3 separate regions of the Mus musculus genome follow, and all the other regions are linked to region 1. Evidence: chromatin contacts called from public Hi-C and HiChIP or PLAC-seq data. All regions are on one chromosome and are shown on one strand. Each heading gives the region's core, a stretch centred on a gene start, on an enhancer-like site or on the middle of the called end of the contact. The rest is flanking DNA. Distances are from core to core; before and after follow the strand shown.

Region 1 (3,329 bases), core at 345-2,844:
CAAGAAAAGCCTGATGCTCCAGGTGCTCTGACCCAAGATTCAGAACAGAAGCTCTGAAAACCAGTCTGACCAGGAGAAGGTCAGTTCATATTCTTGCAACTCAGGCCCTGGGGGTTCCCCTCCTCCTGGGATATTCTTAGCCCCACTCCTGCCAATCAGTCCCTAGAACGCCTTTCTGCTCCATTCTCCTTAACCTCTCATCCTGGATTCGAATGCAGTGTCAAGTTCACGGCTTCATCAGGCAAAAATCACTGTGTCACTTCAACACATCTTTCCACTCAAGTCCTGAGCCTAGGGCACAGCGCTGCAGACACTCAGAACGGGGTGCTGCACTGTCCATAGAAAGGAGTGTGCAGAGACACAATCGTAAAGGTTAAAAGTTAGGAACTCCAGAAAAGTCCCAAATCCAGGGGATCCACGTAAAGGATGTTTGCGTGGGGTCACGCTCGCGCATGCGCACTTGTGGCTAGTTACCTTCATTCCCGTTCACTAGCCCCACTGACTTAAGACCCTTTTTTGTCCAGAATGTCTTTCCCTGTTCACTACACTCCTCACCATCTGCCCAGTTTCCGGAGCCCCTATTCTCCAGGGTTGCTCCCTGGAGGTCATCCACGACCCCCCAGAGCAGGCTCCTCAACCAGGCCAGCTAGCCCCCTGGCCCAGCCAGTAGCGACAGAACCAAAACAAAATGCCAATGCCACCCACCCAGGCTGAGCAGGTGGGCTGATCCTCGCTGATACCTGCACCTCCTCCCTCCCTTCTTGTGTCCACATAATGCACCCTAGATTCTGCCAACGCGTTCCACCACCCATCTCGGGGGCAACAGATTTAGCAGAGAGAGAGAGCAGTCCAGCCAGCCTCCATTTACAGATGAAGCAGGCTAGGCCACGGCCCCTCAATGTCACAAAGCTGGCTGTAGGGCTCCAGGACAAGGTCTTTCCCTTTTCTTCCTCTCTCTGGGGGATGGGGGGAGGGTACCTAGCTTCCACTTCGCGCTAGGGCGGGAGTAATGACAGCCCTCCTTGGAAGGTGTCTCTCTAGGGGGCGGGGGCGGCTCCGGCCCAGCTCCCGCCCCTAAGCTGGAGAAGGCGGCGCTAGCACCCTGCAAAGGTGCAGTGCACGACGTCCCCGGCCCGCCCCCTCCCACGCTGGAGTCTGTACCCCTCTAGGGTGTTAAGCCATCCCTGACGTGCCGCGCAGGCCCAGGTCGGTATTGGGGGGATCTAGGGGCCTGGAAGATCTAGCTCGTGCAGCTGCAACTCCGACCCCACCAAGGACGGGCCCTGCAGTCCCGCGATCTCCCCACGGACACCGGAGGCCTCCAGCTCTCGAGCATCCATGACGGCCAGCCTTGCCGCCGCCACCGCCCCCAGCGCGCGCGTCCCGCCCGCGCGCACCTGCCGCATCCGCGCGCCCCACTCACCGCGCGCGCGCCCGGGCCCGGCCAAGCCGGAGCGAGACACGGACTCGTGGGGGGTGGGGGGCTGTGACCACCGGGGACTCCCCCCCGCACTACACAAAGTGACGGCCGCGAGCTGCGCGACGGCGGAGGAGGCGGCGGCGCGTGGGCACCGGAAGTGCCGCCCGCCGGCCCCGCCTTGTCCGCGCCCACGAGGGGGGCACTTCCGGTCATGGGGCGTCCCGGAGCTCTGGATGTAGACAGGGTGCTGCTGCGTCGCACCCCCATATGCATGGAGGATGGTTATAGCTACCCACAATGAGCACCCCCTGCTTATTACCTGCTCCTCTATGTTTCAAGGGACCCCTGCCCACGACGTCCAGCCCCAGCGAGCATCTCTTCTCGCCAGACGACAGCCTAAGTCTACCTTTGCCCGTGCCAGGACGTGTCGGGAGCCCGTCCTCCTGTCCACCGGACCCTCCCTGGATCTCCTGATGGTGGAGAAGGGTAGTGACCCCCAATGGGTATTCAGGCAGCGCTTGTCTGACCCTGACATGGGCAAGGGTGTGGCTGGGAGATTGATCCATTCTGGCTTTACTTGTGTGTGCAGGGTGTGGCAGACAGAGGGGCAGCCTATTCAAGGCGTGAGGGGGGTACTGTGGACTATAACAGTCAAATGCATGAAAGACTGGAGATTGAGGCCAGACTGGATTTATGTTCTTCAACTCCCTAATCTGTCATCCCCAGGCCTGGCAAGAATATTGGGAAATAGCCTTGCATGGCTTTAGACAGGTCGAACCTTGACAGTCCATTGATATATTCACGACTACTCAGGGCAGTGCTCTGTAGCTCCAAAGAGCCATCCATATTATGAAGTCCCTGGACCCCAAGCCTGCTGGCCACCTATGCCTGGAGTAAATGCCCTAGGTACCTATAGAGACCAACCCTGGACATGACCCTGGGGAGACCAGAGTTCTAGCCTCTGCCCTCTCTCCCCTCTTCCTTGGCCTCCCCTCCCTTATATTGAAAAGTCTTTGTGACACTCTTGTGCTTTTCTTGGTAGACCATGTAGACTGGATGCTTTAGGAGTCATAGCCTTTCTCATCTTAGGCGAGCCCTAACCCCTAACTGTGGGTTCTCTAGGGACCAGAAACACTCTTCTTTCCTGCCTACACACATTTAGGCACACATAGAAGGAAGCTGCTTGTCTCTCGGTTTTACTAGGATGTGTGTTCACATGTGTGCACATGAGCTATCTCCGTGATGACATTCTTACGCACCCTGGGTTTTCACACAGATGGGTTACCTACCAAATCACCTGCCTCTCTGCAGGATCCCTGGCAGGCTAGAAACCCAGGGAAGGGAAGGGGAGCCAACCTTTCCCTCTGGGAAACCCGAAGGAGGTGATGAATGTGTGTACCTGCCATGTTCCATGCATGTGCGTGTTCCTGCCATGTTCCATGCATACATGCATTCCTGCCATGTTCCACGCATGCACGTGTTCCTGCCCTGTTCCATGCATGCATGTGTTCCTGCCATGTTCCATGCATGCATGTGTTCCTGCCATGTTCCATGAATGCACGTGTTCCTGCCATGTTCCATGCATGCACGTGTTCCTGCCATGTTCCATGCATGCACGTGTTCCTGCCGTGTTCCATGCTGTGCTCCCTTCCCATGTTCTTGGGCCCTGTTGTCAAGTGAGCAGCTGGGAAAATGGAGAAACAGATTTTCAAATGGAGTCCATATGTCTCAAGTATCATGCAGCCAGACACAGTGGTGCAAGCTTGAAGTCCCAGCTACTCTGGAGGATCATGAGTTCAAAACCAACCCAAGCAATTTAGTAAGACCCCCATCTCCAAAAACATTAAAAGGTGGGGGTTGGGGGTAAGCTTACCAGTGCTGGGCCTGACTTAGAATCCCCTCAGTGAGG
Region 2 (3,329 bases), core at 464-2,963, 240 kb before region 1:
CTCTAGAAACATTTTCCAGAGCTGGACTCTCCATGAGTAACTGGTGACTTAGGCTTAGGATGGTACCTACAGTATAGATACTACCACTGCACAAAAAAGTGTGCATGTGTGTATAGAGTTCAGAGGACAAACCTGCTTTTCATCTTGTTGAGATAGGGTCTCTCTTGCTGTTGCATACTCCAAGCTAGCTGGTCCATGAACTTCCAGGCTGTTCTCCTGTCTTTACTTCCTATCTCATGGTATGGACAGCTGTCACAGTCAGCTTTTATGTGGCTTCTGGAGAGCTGAACTCAGGTTGTCAGGCTTGTGTAGCAAGTGCTATACATACTGAGCCATCTTCCCACCCTGAAACTATTGCTTTTACAAAAGGTACCAGCATGGTAGCACCACCCTTGGTAGCACCTCCACTTAGGAAACAGAAGCAGGAAGATGGAGTCTGAGGACAGCTTAGTGGGGCAAATTCAACTAGCCTGCAAGGACACTGCATTGCTAATGGCTATAGGTGGCTCACAGACGGGTGGGGGGTGGAGGACGCAGGAGTAGACTGAATAAGGACACAAGACTTTTGACTGTAAGCCTTTTGTATTCAACCATCTCCCTAAGACATGGTATCATGTAGCTCTGGCTGGCTTGAACTTGCTGTGTAGCTGAGGGATTACCTTAAGCTGCTTCTTTTTTGAAAACATAATCTTCCTTAAAAAAAAATTCAAGATTTATTTACATATATGGGTGTTTTGTCTGCACATACATTTGCATACAAGAAGAGATTAGATCCCATGAGTCTAGTTTTGAGCCACATATGGTGCTAGGAATTGAACTCAGGGCCTCTGGTAGAACAGTCAGTGCTCTTAACCACTGAGCCATCTTTTGCCTTGAACTTCCTGTCTCTCTGATCTGAATGCTAAGATTACAGGTACATGGTACCATACTTGGTTATTTGGGGCTTGGAATGGAGCCAAGGGTCTTGTGCATGCTAGGCAATCACTCTACCAATTGAGGTATATTTCCACTCCTTCATTTCATACCTTTTAACTGTCTATGTCATATATATGCTAGTAACAGGAGAAACACTGAATGTTAGAGCATGTCTGGGCATCTGGAACATGCACACTTTTGAGCGGGATGTGGCCCAAAGGCTACAATCAATGGTGTTGGGATTGGACACATCTCAGTGTCACTGTTTCTAGGATGTAGACATTCTCTCTCTCTCTCCACTGCTGGCATTCCATTCAGAAAACAGAGCTAAGTCACAAGTGTATTTAAAAACAGCAGTTTTGTAGTTGCACAAGTGTTCTTAAAAGACACTGTGTGGTCAGGCATGGTATCGTACACTTTTAATCCCAGCACTCAGGAGGCAGAGGCAAGTGGATCTCTCAAAGATAGCCTGATCTATATATAGAGTTCCAGGACAGCCAGAGCTACATAAAAAACAAACCCATCTTTTTATTTTTGTTATTTTTTATTTTTTTTATTTAAAAAAAAAGAAAAGAAAAAAAAAAGAAAAAGAAAAAAGACCTTGTAACTGTTCCAGGAAAGTGGCATAAACAACAGCTGGAAAATAGATGAGCTGGTGTTTGGATCCTGTCTTCCTAAACAAAACCAACAGCGTGCCTGCCCACGGCAGCTTGGAAACAATAGAAGGCAGAATGGCAGTATTTACTTCTGAGCGGTCCTGGTGAGTCAGTCATTAAATCATAGCCTGACTTCTTAAGTAAAGAGACCCCATTAAGTTGCTGCCCAAGCCCACAAAACAGCCTGTCCACACTGGAGCCTATGAGGCTTAGAGGAAGTCCTCTGGCTCGTATTCAGTACTGTAGTGGTCAGTCTGTCAGCTGTATTTCTTCACAGTGAAGGACCCAGGGGTCCCATAGAATAAATTTTGATTGTATTCTGAAGAGGTGCTGTAGCCAGGCACTGAACCCCACAATTAGAATAAGACAAGCACAGAGTAGGCTGGGCAGAGTTATCCAATGGAGCTCTCTGCATCATCTCTAAGTAGTGTGTACCGAACGGTAATTCTTCCCTCCCAAGCTCAGCTAGGCTTTGTTCCTCAGCTCCAAGAAGCTTCAGTACTGTAGGAGGATGGGAGATGCCAGAGGTCATTTTGGAGGGCAGAGCACCCTGTCACAAGCAACCTACCAACACGAAACCCAGAGCACGTCCACTCAGACAGGCACCAGCTTTCCAGCCCAGCCCTTCCTGGTGACTTCAGTCCAGGAGGAAGAGAGGTGAGGTGAAGGGGACACGGGTGCTGGCTAACCTAGGCAACTCATTAAAGGAGCTGCTACCAGCGGCTGCTGCCTTTTATGTCATTAGGAGCCCGCTGCCTAAGTCTTCCTGGGCAGTGGACCCTTGAAATGCTAAGATGTCATGTAATAAAAACAAAAAACAACCACAGGTGGCCAGGACATGGCTCAGTTGCTAATTAGGATCTGAGTTCAATCCCCAGAACCTAAATTAAAACAAAACAAAACAAAACAAAAACAAAACCCAGGAATGGTAAAGGGTGCGTGTAATTTTGATTCTGGGGATGAGGGGCAGGTTGATCCTGGAGGCTTAAGGCCAGCCAGCCTACTGTAATCAGCAAGCCGACAATGAGAGAGCCCATTGTAAAAAAAGCAAGATGTAGGAATACCACTAGGGACTGATCTTTCCACACAATTCCTTTTATTCATTCATTTTCTGTTACAGGAGTCTGTTTTGGTTCAGGATGCCTAGGCAGGATGCCTGTTCATCAAATTCAAAGGCAGGTTAGATTACATAGCAAGTTCATGGGCAGTGTGCACTACAAACCAAGTTTCTGTCCTAAAACATCATCAAAAGACAAACAAACAAATGAGACTACTGTGGCTGCCTGTGCTCTAGGCATTCAGATTCTATTGCCCCGGCTTAAGCCTAGCTCAGAGTCAGAACCCCAGGCAAACTACTCTCTTGTTTTTGATTGATTGTTCCAGCTTAGTCTTTCAACTTGCTTGCCAGGAGAAATGAAGTTGCAGACCCAACTCTGGGGCACAGGGTAAACCCGTATGAGAAACTCTGTCTCTCTGTGGTCATTTAAGGCACTCAAAGGCCACCACATGGCTGTGATTGTCAATTCCCTGAGGCCTCCAGGTGAAACATGAGAAACATGACTTCACTAATGCTTAGTCAACTTTAGGGACCACTGGGACAAAGGCTTTTAGGCCACCTGAGTCCTCCAGCTGTCAAAGATACCAGTCCTCCCTGCCCCCACCCCCAAAGTCACATGTGCTAAGAGCCAGAAGATCTGGAAGGATACTGATTTAAAGAGTGTGAAAGACACAAGAAACTATGAGAATCAATGTGGCTCA
Region 3 (3,329 bases), core at 335-2,834, 130 kb after region 1:
GTGGACTTCTGGTGCTAGTGTAAGTAGAGCCTGTCTGTCTGTCTGTCAGATAGTTCTCTCGCTCAGGCAGCCAGGGCTGCACATGAAGGCCCCAGCCCCAACATCTTTGCTAATTTAAGTTATTTATTTAATAACTTAAAAATTAAGTCGTTAACATTAATAGTAAGGAGCTGGCTAATCGGGGGCTGGGGATTGAACTCCAGACCTCATGTATGGCTAGTGACTGCTTTATTAACTGAGCCATCTCCAAGGTAACCCATGACGCATGGGTTAGTGCTTCAGCCCCATCTTCCCACCCTGCTCCATCATTTAAGCCTCCAAGTTTCTTCTTAAATGGCAAACAAGAAACACTGTAAATCCAGAAAGATTGCTGACACATGTCTGCGAGAAACACAGCCCAGATCTCCAGCACCCACATAAATGCTAGGCTGTGTTGAAGCCTGGGAGATAGAGACAGGGGATCCCTTCGGCAAGCTGGCCTGCTAGACTAGCCAAATCAGCAAGCTCTGGGTTCAAGTGTGATGCCTTGCTTCAATATATAAGGTGTAACAGGATCTAGAAGGTCCTAGAAATAGCTGGCCTCACAGCCTACACATGTGCACACACACGTGTGAACAGACATATAAAAGCAAAAAGAAAGAAGAGGAAGAGGAGGGAGAGGAAAGAAAAAGAAGTGGTGGGGTTGCTCAGCGGCTAAAGGGGCTTGTCACCAAGCCTGGAGATTTGAGCCTAGTCCCAGGAACCAACAAGATGGAAGGAGAGAACTGGGCCTGACTGGATGTGCCCACACAGTCCACAAATAAATTTTTATTTTTATTTTTATTGTTTCAGGGGTGTGTGTGTGTGTGTGTGTGTGTGTGCGCGCGCACACACATGAAGGCACCCTCAGAGGTGAGAGGTGTCAGATAGAACTGGAGTTCCAGGCTGTTGTGAGTCTGCAGTTGTGGGTGCTGGGACTCGAAATCAGGTCTATTAGAAGAACAGCAATTGCTCTTATCCACTGGGCCAGCTCTCCATCCCTAATACAAAATTTTAATGTAATTTTAAATAAAAATTAATAGATTTTGACAGATTTCTTATGACTTATTTTTATTATTATTTAAAATGTGTGTGTTAGTTTGTGTGTGGGTGTGTGCATGGGCGTGCAGGTGCTCTCAAAGGCCAGAAGCAATGAATTCCCTGGAGTTGGTGTTAAAGGTGATGTAAGCTCCCCGAGGTTAGGAGCTGGGCATCGAACTTCGGTCCTATACAAGAGAAGCTGGAGTTCTTAATCACAGAAATTTTAATCTTGCTTTCTACCCTCGCAATGCCTCTGAGATAGGTATTTCTGCTATCTTAGTAGGGAATGGAAAAAAAAACAAGACAATACTCACAACTGAGTGGCATTTCAAAAACTTAGAGAAGGAAATCGCTGGCACCTAGGCGGAAACCCTGGAGACGGAAATTGCGGAGGACTCTGGGTCCTCAGTTGACCGTCCACGCGGGATGTAAAGTCCGGCTGCTCACCGACGCTGGGCCTTTAAGGGGCGTGGCGGGGGCGTGGCCCCAGCGGTCGCCCGCTCTCCCAGGCTGCCCCGCGCGCGCGACGGCAGTTCGGCCACGTCCCTGGCCACGTCGCGCCCGCTCCCGCCATCTTTCGCCGCTTCCTCTCTCCGGGGCTGCTGTCGCCGCGTCCCGAGTCGCTGCCTAGCTCCGGTGCCGCTGTGCCGCGCCGACCGCCGCCGCCATGAACATCTTCCGGCTGACTGGGGACCTGTCCCACCTGGCGGCCATCGTCATCCTACTGCTGAAGATCTGGAAGACGCGCTCCTGTGCTGGTGAGCGGCCGCCGGGGCGAGGCGCGCGGGGCAGGAGCGCGCGCGTTTGGCCCATTCGACCGACCCATTCGGCTCTCGGTCGTTCCGGAGGCTTTGTGCCGGGCTTGCGATGGCCAGACACACCCATCTCGGCCTGCTCGGCGGGCAACGAAACCCCTCCGAGTGTGCACACGGGCTGGGGTGTCCGTCGCAGCTCTGGGCCCCCCAGTTCTGCGCTTGGTCCGCTCGCGAACTTGATCCGTCCTGGCTCAGCGAGCGCTGGCGTAACTGCCCCCGCGTCCTGCTGCATCTGAAAAGTTTAGCACGGGATCTGTGGGGCTCTAGTGGGCGTGTCCCTCTCCATGGGACTTTTGGGGGGCGCCTCTGAGTCCCCAGGAATCAATGGGAGACTTGCTCGAGGAGGATGGATAGGACCACAGACTAGCTGGGCCTGACGTGGCAGCCAGGCCACCCGCGAAGGTGGGGCTGGCTGGAGGAAGAGGGGCATCCTGCTATTCATTCTGTTATCTTCAAGGACAAGCAGAGGATGGGATGTGGGGGCAGGATGGTGTCAGGTCTGGCCTGTGCTTACAGTTGATGAGGCTACAACTCAAGCCTTGGGGTTCGGGATCTCATGCGTCATAAAAAGAGATGTGGATCTTTTAAGTGAGTTGCTTGGCATAGTTTTCATGTTACTCTGAGAAGCAAGCTAGTTTTTCATCCTTGAGTGTGGCCGTCTAATAACTGGTTCTCTTAAACTGCCAGCGCTGGGTACCACAGAGGCCTCTGTTCTCGGCTAGTATCCTTGCTCCACGTCACCATTGAGTTGGCGCTGTACCTCCCTCAAACTACATTGCAGAGAGGCAGTAGAGTGAACTTTCCTCACATAATAGCTGTGGACTTCTGCCTTTCGTTAAATATTAGGAATCTTACAAGTTTTAGATAAGTTCTTGGTGAGTGTGATGGTGCTTGCCTGTAATCCCAGCACTCGAGAGGTGGTAACCTGAGGTTCAGGAATTCAAAATGAGAATGGACTACATGCTGGTCCTGTCTCCAAAAACACCCCCTGCTCCCCAAAAACCCATTAATTAATTGATTGATTAAATAAATATATTCTTAAAATACTGTCCTTAATGCTATGTCCCCAAATGAAATAACTTTGTAAACTCAAATTTAATTTTTTTCAGAGACAGCAGAAAATAGAAGTCCTAAAGGCCCTGGGTGATGGAGACGCCACCTATCTGGTTTATTAATAACACCTCATCTAAAGTAGCACCGCCCCTTTGACTCTGCTCTCTGAAGGTCTCATCTCTCCCTGGAACATAGTTGAGATCCAGGAAGTAAGCACAACCCAAAAGACCTTTGCCCGATCGAAGTGGACGTCACAAAGTCCTTGTACTGAACCAGGGGATCTGACTGGGAGGTGAACTGGGAGCCCAGTGTGGGATTCAGAATGACAGTCAATTAATTGCTTCAGTTGCGATAGGTGTGCATTAAGTAGTCAGCTGAGTGTTATAGCGCTCCTCTCAGGCA

Evidence for each region. A called contact is a pair of places that touch in the nucleus more often than the background predicts. HiChIP or PLAC-seq counts read pairs in DNA pulled down with a chosen protein or histone mark.
Region 2: a contact with region 1 is called in an H3K4me3 HiChIP or PLAC-seq map of stem cell-derived neural progenitor cells, with 29 read pairs. The contact joins the enhancer-like site here to the promoter of Zfp316 in region 1. A contact is called at or near these places in 2 of 39 promoter capture datasets (both in embryonic stem cells), 3 of 115 datasets of contacts at active chromatin or transcription factors (memory CD8 T cells, pancreatic cancer cells and stem cell-derived neural progenitor cells) and 1 of 9 other capture datasets (embryonic stem cells).
Region 3: a Hi-C map of uterus shows a contact between it and region 1, with 7 times the contacts expected there. The contact joins the promoter of Kdelr2 here to the promoter of Zfp316 in region 1. A contact is called at or near these places in 3 of 484 Hi-C or Micro-C datasets (CD8 T cells, cerebral cortex and uterus), 2 of 115 datasets of contacts at active chromatin or transcription factors (the SCID.adh cell line and embryonic stem cells) and 1 of 9 other capture datasets (pancreatic islet).

The regions. Positions count from the first base shown.
Region 1 is chr5:143,268,428-143,271,756 of GRCm38.p6, forward strand. Zfp316 (zinc finger protein 316) reads right to left here and starts at 1,595. Exons shown (of 7, transcript NM_017467.3): 1 at 1,424-1,595.
Region 2 is chr5:143,029,703-143,033,031 of GRCm38.p6, forward strand. All of the region lies in intron 13 of Rnf216 (ring finger protein 216), which reads right to left. Among named protein-coding and RNA genes, the nearest start is that of Gm43380, 7.6 kb to the right of the region's middle. Within about 2 kb of position 1,714, at least 32 of the 459 cell types and tissues checked have an H3K27ac peak or open chromatin away from gene starts, as enhancers often do. A contact at or near this core is called in stem cell-derived neural progenitor cells, where this site is marked.
Region 3 is chr5:143,402,236-143,405,564 of GRCm38.p6, forward strand. Kdelr2 (KDEL (Lys-Asp-Glu-Leu) endoplasmic reticulum protein retention receptor 2) reads left to right here and starts at 1,585. Exons shown (of 5, transcript NM_025841.4): 1 at 1,585-1,817. The coding sequence starts at 1,727. It overlaps Gm20635 (a long non-coding RNA gene), which reads right to left and starts at 1,507. Exons shown (of 3, transcript XR_868670.2): 1 at 1,374-1,507.